Linked DNA regions of Hordeum vulgare: region 2 is linked to region 1. Evidence: chromatin contacts called from public Hi-C data. All regions are on one chromosome and are shown on one strand. The core of a region is the stretch at or near the end of the contact, and the rest is flanking DNA. Distances in the headings are between cores, read along the strand shown. Region 1 holds the start of LOC123403362 (cytochrome P450 87A3-like). Region 2 holds the start of LOC123403521 (probable methyltransferase PMT15).

Region 1 (3,854 bases), core at 837-3,336:
GGAGTTTCGGTACATCGAATATCTCCAAGATTTGGGTATAGCCCCGGATGATTCCCGTGTGTAAGTTATACACGCCCACCTTGCCCTCGTGACCTCATATCTACCAAATGAAGATCTTTGTGAGATCTTGAACTAATCCATGGGTAACTGGTCAGAGGAAAGGCATCCATATGGAACAAGAATAAGGTGCGGAATGATAATAAGATTATTGCTTCAAGCTAGCGTCCAGCAAGATTATTGCTATATATTGCAGGTGTGGATGTAATCTAACAATTGCATGCGCTTAGCATCGATCTACCTATAGTTGACAAATTCTCTAGCTAGATGTCCAGATCTCTTGGCTCTTGGATTGATCTGTTGTCGTCCCCGGATTGAGTATGGTCGTTGGGAAGCAATGACTGGAGACCATCCTTCTCTCCCGACCGACCGATCGCCTCATGGCGATCTACACGAATATAACTCGTGGTCTACGCTTCTCCGGCGGCTCGAGTTAACCAACCAGCCACGCGAACAAAGATGCATTTAAGAACGGCGTCGACGGAGCTATGCAGACATGTACTCCGCTACGGGAGCAGGAGCGAGGCTTCATTTTACTAGCTAGCTAGTGCTACCTTTCACAGAGATACTACTGGAGTAGATATGTACCAATCTCCCTCAGTTAGCTGCTCGACTACACCTCTCAAGGATCGATCTTCGGTCAGCGTCAGTGGTGCCGGTGCCGGCCGTGTCACGGTTTCATACATGCCGAGTCCGGTCGTGTGCGGAGCTGATCAATTCATTAATCGTATAATCAATGGGGAGAACTGATAGGACGGTGCAATACCCCTGCACGAACGAGCACACGTGTATGTATGCATGCACGTACGCACGTAAGGAAAGCAAGGTGCATGCATGAACATCTGGAGGAAGGCGACCCTGCCAGCTCGATACGACCGTGTCGACCGACAAACATGCTGACAAAAAATGGCGGCATGCATGTACGTTACGTGGCCGTGCGTGCGTGGAACCACTTGTCACGGGCACGCACACTTAAACCTGACGTGACAATGCAAGTTCACGCGTGATCGATCGATGGATGGATGGATCGGTCGTCCCAACGACAGGTCGTATGACGTTCATGGAAGATTCATGTCGATCTGCTGTGCGTATGGCATCCTAGCTACTGTGTGCTGAATTCAGGGCCAGCACAAGCAGATTTATATGCATAAGATAGTCCGGAACGAAAGAACATGTACCTCTCTGCACTTTGCCGGTACGTACGTACCACTTGTGATTGCGACGTCTTACTAGATCGATGCATGCTCTGATGCTCACAGCAACAGGCCAAAAGCGGCCGATAATAAAAACAAGTGTTGACTCGCTGTCGATGGGCATTTGACAATCTTTTGTGTGCCGGTGGATATTCTACCATTTTCTTCTACTGTTCTACCATGCCCCGCCAGGTTTTCGTAGTTTCTTATCCACAGAGTTTACATGGGGCAGCCTAGTCTTGACAGTTCATAACTATTGTTTCTTCCAAATACAAACAGACATTTGCATTCCTACCGAACCGTTTGATTCTGTCGAACTAATTGACATCTGTATTTTGAACCTATATGTACGTAGTACTGTCCAACAGAAAGGCAAAATGGAAGGACACACAGCCACACACGGACCATTCGAAACCCAAGCGCATAGCTTGGCGTCTCGCCTAATAATCACCTAACAGATGCCAAAAGAACAACTCGTGGTCCGGAGAACAGCCGGCAAATACATTGCTAGCTGTACATGCTTTTATCCTGAATCATGCACGCACTCGGACTCGGACATGGCCAGCCTTAAAGATGTAACCACTCTAAAAAGTTCAGAACACAACAGCTTGACCCCTGTGGCGGGTAGCACAGTCGTCGGAACATAACACCACAGCACACGAGAGCAGATCCTGCGCAAGCTTGCAAGAATTTCTTCCCCGTCAAAAAGATAAACACTCTCTGCAGCAATAATTCTCCTCCTCCCAATTGTTTAAGTTCCTGCCTGGCGGCCTCCCGCGGCATTTCCGACGAAACCACTATATAAGGCGAGGCAAATCTCCCAACATAGCTCCCCGTACTTGTTGCAGCTAGCCATATCTTGCGCTAGCTTCTCCTCTCTCTCTCTCTCTCTCTCGAGCACCGCCATTGCTCTTGACCTAATCTAATATATAGGGTCGGCCGATACAGCAGTACTAGTCTTTAGTTGCAGCTTGGGGTCCTCCATGGAAACACTATGGGTTTTTGCCTTGGCCATGGCGGTAGCTTCTATCCTGTGGGCGTACAGATGGAGCCACCCCAAGGCGAACGGCCGGCTGCCTCCGGGCTCCCTCGGGCTCCCTCTCCTCGGCGAGACCATGCAGTTCTTCGCCCCTAATCCTACCTGCGACGTCTCCCCCTTTGTCAAGGATAGGGTGAACAGGTAGGGTAGCTAGCTAACCACATGTAGTACCACCGTTATGCACCACGGTGCCAGCATCCAAACCCAATCAGTTCATGATCACATTGGACTATTGGAGTAAGTACGCATGAGACTGAGCTTGCTCTCTGACATTGATTGAATGCGTGTGCATAGGTACGGTACCATCTTCAAGACCAGCGTCGTCGGCCGGGCGGTGGTGGTGTCGGCAGACCCGGACCTTAACCACTACATCTTCCAGCAGGAAGGAAAGCTGTTCGAGAGCTGGTACCCGGCCACGTTCACCGAGATTTTTGGCCGTGACAACGTCGGCTCCCTGCACGGGTTCATGTACAAGTACCTCAAGACCCTCGTGCTCCGCCTGTACGGCCAGGAGAACCTCCGGGCTGTGCTCCTCGCCGACACCGACACTGCCTGCCGCGCCACCCTTGCCTCCTGGGCTGGCCAGCCGAGCGTCGAGCTCAAGGACGGTCTCTCCACAGTAAGGCCATGTTCAGTACATGAACTACCTGGTACTACGTTTAACATCATCAGGTTAGAGAGATCATTGCTGATGTGCATCTCCTGTTTGTTCCTTGTCCTAGATGATCTTTGACATTACCGCGAAGAAGCTGATCGGTTACGAGCCAACCAAGTCGTCCAAGAGCCTGAGGAAGAACTTCGTGGCCTTCATCAGGGGGCTTATCTCGTTCCCGGTGAACATCCCCGGCACAGCGTATCATGAGTGCATGAAGGTACGCACAAAGCCACAAAGGCTTCTTGACAAGCGTACGTAGTGCACAAAACTGCACATGCCTGTCAAGTCAACATACGACCAGTCAAATGGCTGCTCTCGCGGAACCCACTCCGTTAAGCTTCTCTGATCTGCCCGGAACGCTTGACGGAGCTGCAATTGCATGTCTGTGCAGGGGAGAAGGAACGCCATGAAGGTGCTCAAGAGGATGATGAGGGAGAGGATGGCGGACCAGGGGAGGCAGCGCCAGGACTTCCTCGACGTGATGATCGAGGAGCTGAGGAGGGAGAAGCCCGTGCTTACCGAGACGGTGGCGCTGGACCTCATGTTCGTGCTCCTCTTCGCGAGCTTCGAGACGACTGCCTTGGCCCTCACGCTAGGCATCAGGCTCATTACCGAGAACCCGAGGGTGCTCGACGCGCTAACGGTTAGTGGTCATGTATAAACTGCATGTGACTTTACGTCTATCGATCTCGAATCGATGTTTGTGTGCAGCGGCAAGGCAACCAGGCTTAAGCTGCTTGTGTGCAAAATAACAATTGACGATCTTTGTGTGGTCAGGAGGAGCACGAGGCGATCGTTAGGGACAGGAAGGACCCGGATGCCGGCCTCACGTGGGCAGAGTACAAGTCCATGACCTTCACCTCTCAGGTGAGCCTAACCGGGACTACGTACCTAGCTAAGCTATGATGCA
Region 2 (3,854 bases), core at 543-3,042, 200 kb before region 1:
TACCTGTAGAGCATCTTTATAGTCACCCAGTTACGTTGCGACGTTTGATACACACAAAGCATTCCTCCGGTGTCAGTGAGTTATATGATCTCATGGTCATAGGGATAAATACTTGACACGCAGAAAACAGTAGCAACAAAATGACACGATCAACATGCTACGTCTATTAGTTTGGGTCTAGTCCATCACGTGATTCTCCTAATGACGTGATCCAGTTATCAAGCAACAACACCTTGTTCATAATCAGAAGACACTGACTATCTTTGATCAACTGGCTAGCCAACTAGAGGCTTGCTAGGGACGGTGTTTTGTCTATGTATCCACACATGTAAATGAGTCTTCTTTCAATACAATTATAGCATGGATAATAAACGATTATCTTGATATAGGAATTATAATAATAACTATATTTATTATTGCCTCTAGGGCATAATTCCAACACGCAGGATGGTGAAGGAGAGGGTGGTCGCAACCATGGCCGGGAGAGACCCACCTCGATGCGGGGGGTCAGCTCTTCTGCACGCCAAGGTAGCTCGGCTTGGTGCCGCTGGAGCAGCCAAGAGAGCAAGAGAAATAAACAAATGTAGTTGTCAGTCACACTCAGACCAGAGCAGAACAAGAAATTCAGTTAACTGTTGACTGCATTCCCTCCCATCTTCAGAGGGAGCTCAGATTCTTATTTTTGTACCTGAAGTGGAAGATGGCGGCGAGCGTGGCGAGCTCGCTGCTCCTGAGCACCAGGTCCCTGAATTCCTTCCCGGGATTGGAAGGAGACATGGCTGGCCAGCGGGCAGAGATGCGGCGGCGGTGGCCAGCGTGCAGAGATGCGGCGGCGGCGGCCAGCGGGCAGAGATGCGACGGCGGCGGCCAGCGGGCAGAGATGCGCCTCCGTCAGCACCGCGGGAGCCCTCGGCGCGTGTTGCACCAGCCGAGCCGGCGCCGGCACCGGGGCGCGCTCCAGCCTCCTCACCTCGGTCGTGACCGCCTTCTTGGTCGCCACCTTCGCCCTGGCCGCCTTCTCCGCCTCGTTGCCCGTCTTGCTCGCCGGCTTCCTCGCGGCCGGCAGCTGCAGCTGCTGCCAGAACTTGTTGATGAAGTCGTCCGCCCTCTCGTCCACGCACGCGGCCTCCGACGGCCCCACGTCCGGCCGCCTCGCCTCCGTCAGCACCACGAGAGCCCTCGGCGCGTGCTGCACCAGCCGAGCCGGCGCCGGCACCGGGGCGCACTCCAGCCTCCTCACCTCGGCCGTGAGCCCGTGACCACCGAAACCTTATCTTAATAGAAGGATCTCGGATGGAATACTCCAAAACACGAGGTTCTTTTTGTAAGAACGAAATGTTTTCCTGGTTAGTCACTTAAAGAGGGACTGCGGGTTAATTATTTGAAAAGACAAGTATTTTTTTTTGCAAAATATCCACGACGTACGGCAGAAGCAGTAGCTGCCTTATTATTAGGGAAGATTAGGGGAGATATAGATTCCGTTCAACAATTTGAATTGTAGATCATATATAGATATTTGTCACAAAAATATTAATAACTTTTTACGAATCGGGAATAGACGACATCCGGCAGATTGCTCTAAAGCCGTACTTGGGTCTAGTACGCCATAGCCAACGGTTAGTTATATTATTTTCTTTGCTCTTACCACTATCATAGCTCAGTAGTTACACTTCCTGTCCAAAAAAATTTGCTACTTGTTTATACTTGAGCTCGGCGAATGTTTCCATCACGTGCTAGAGCCACCGGCGATGAGCAGTAAAGACAAATAACAAAAGCTTACGATGGTGTGCAGTGAGCAAATCACATGAGCATCGAGATCCAGTGGCCTCACGAGCTGAACATTCTTGAGAACAACACGGAATTACAGAGCGATGCGTGGTGAAATCCTTGATGTTTACGGGTGACGTTCACCCGTAATCACTACCTAATCCACGCACAGTCGAGGAAATCAAACGCGCTATTCACAGCCGTGTGATGCCCCCGCCTCGCCGCTACCTAACGGGCAGGGCTACCAGCTCAGTGACCACACCGACGAAGCCAGAGTGAAGTGGGCACTGAGAAGCGAGCAGAGGACGACACCACCGGGCTCCGAGCAGAGCGAGGAAGGAGCAATGGGGGTCCGCTCGGCGGCCACCAAGCTGCACATCCCGCCCACCCACTCCGGCGCCCGGCGCTCCTTCTTCCTGCCGCTCGCCGCCGTCGCCCTCCTCTGCTCCGCCTCCTACCTCCTCGGCGCCTGGCACCACGGCGGCGGCTTCTCCCCTTCCTCTCCCTCCCGCTCCGTCACCATCGCCACCGACATCTCCTGCACCACCACCCTCACCCCCTCCACCACCACCACCACCACCACCACCACCACTCCGTCCCTCGACTTCTCCGCGCACCACGCGGCGGCGGTCGACGCCGTGGCGGCCAGGGCCGCGTCCTCGGCATCCTCGGCGCCGCGGAGGTACCCGGCGTGCCCGGCCGAGTACTCGGAGTACACGCCGTGCGAGGACGTGAAGCGGTCGCTGCGGTACCCGCGGGACCGGCTGGTGTACCGGGAGCGGCACTGCCCCTCGGGGCGCGAGCGGCTGCGGTGCCTGGTGCCGGCGCCGGCCGGGTACCGCAACCCGTTCCCGTGGCCGGCCAGCCGGGACGTCGCGTGGTTCGCCAACGTGCCGCACAAGGAGCTCACCGTGGAGAAGGCGGTGCAGAACTGGATCCGCGTCGACGGGGACAAGCTCCGGTTCCCCGGCGGCGGGACCATGTTCCCGCACGGCGCCGACGCCTACATCGACGACATCGGGAAGCTCATCCCGCTCCACGACGGCTCCATCCGCACCGCGCTCGACACCGGCTGCGGGGTAAGTTACCAAGCTTCTTAATTAACTAGGTTTAGAATGGATTGCTTGCTCGAAACCGATTCTTGTGGTAGTATTAGAAATGGAAACACGAACATCTCTTGCTCAGCCGAGGACAAACAGGTCCGTCAGTTACTCAGATAGTAGTAGTACTAGAGAGAAGAAACTGCAGAATGTTGAACAAAGTGCAGTACATAGCACATTGTTCAAATTTTCACCTAAACCTGTGAATTATGCAACTATGAACTACATCTAGTACGAGTAAAGATAACAAATTTGGTTGAAACAGCACGAGTGGACTGTAAAATTCGCTTCTCCTGGACTAGTCAGTTCTCAGCTGTCATCCATCAAAGAAAACTTGACTTGTCGCTTTTCAACTGGTGCCACAAAATTATTGACAAAAAAATGGCCATCTTTTTTCAACGAATGCACAGTAGGGCAATTATGGGCATTGCCAGTCTGCACCTGCGACACCGTTCAAGTGTCGTCTATCTTTTCAGTAACGTTTACAGGGTAACTTTTTCGTGAACAAATGTACTGCCTTCGCTTCACGTGCATTGGCTGATCCGCATACGGCTGAATTTCAGAACCACTTGCCTGCGCAAACGCCGGCCTGCAATCTGAACTCTGAAGTAATCCCGTAGGAAGAAACTTTCCAGTTTTGACCTCAGAACAAACCGGCCGTGGTGGTAGTACGTAGCATGGAAATGGCACGTAGTAGGAGCGGTACGTAGCATTCCTCTCTGACGAGTGACGAGTGAGCGGGCCGTGCTGCAGGTGGCGAGCTGGGGCGCGTACCTGCTGTCGAGGGACATCCTGGCCATGTCCTTCGCGCCACGGGATTCGCACGAGGCGCAGGTGCAGTTCGCGCTGGAGCGCGGCGTCCCCGCCATGATCGGCGTCCTCGCCTCCAACCGCCTCACCTACCCGGCCCGCGCCTTCGACATGGCGCACTGCTCCCGCTGCCTCATCCCCTGGCACCTCTACGGTACGCTACGCCCACCCTCATCT

What was found. Hi-C and Micro-C count contacts between places; a contact is called where the count stands out from the background.
Region 2: a Hi-C map of seedling shows a contact between it and region 1, with 3 times the contacts expected there. The contact joins the promoter of LOC123403521 here to the promoter of LOC123403362 in region 1. A contact is called at or near these places in 3 of 6 Hi-C or Micro-C datasets (leaf and seedling).

Annotation. Positions count from the first base shown.
Region 1 is chr6H:435,729,267-435,733,120 of MorexV3_pseudomolecules_assembly, reverse strand. It overlaps LOC123403362 (cytochrome P450 87A3-like), which reads left to right and starts at 2,086. Exons shown (of 9, transcript XM_045097301.1): 1 at 2,086-2,430; 2 at 2,584-2,908; 3 at 3,012-3,161; 4 at 3,336-3,587; 5 at 3,722-3,811. The coding sequence starts at 2,234.
Region 2 is chr6H:435,933,476-435,937,329 of MorexV3_pseudomolecules_assembly, reverse strand. It overlaps LOC123403521 (probable methyltransferase PMT15), which reads left to right and starts at 1,792. Exons shown (of 6, transcript XM_045097453.1): 1 at 1,792-2,846; 2 at 3,621-3,831. The coding sequence starts at 2,112.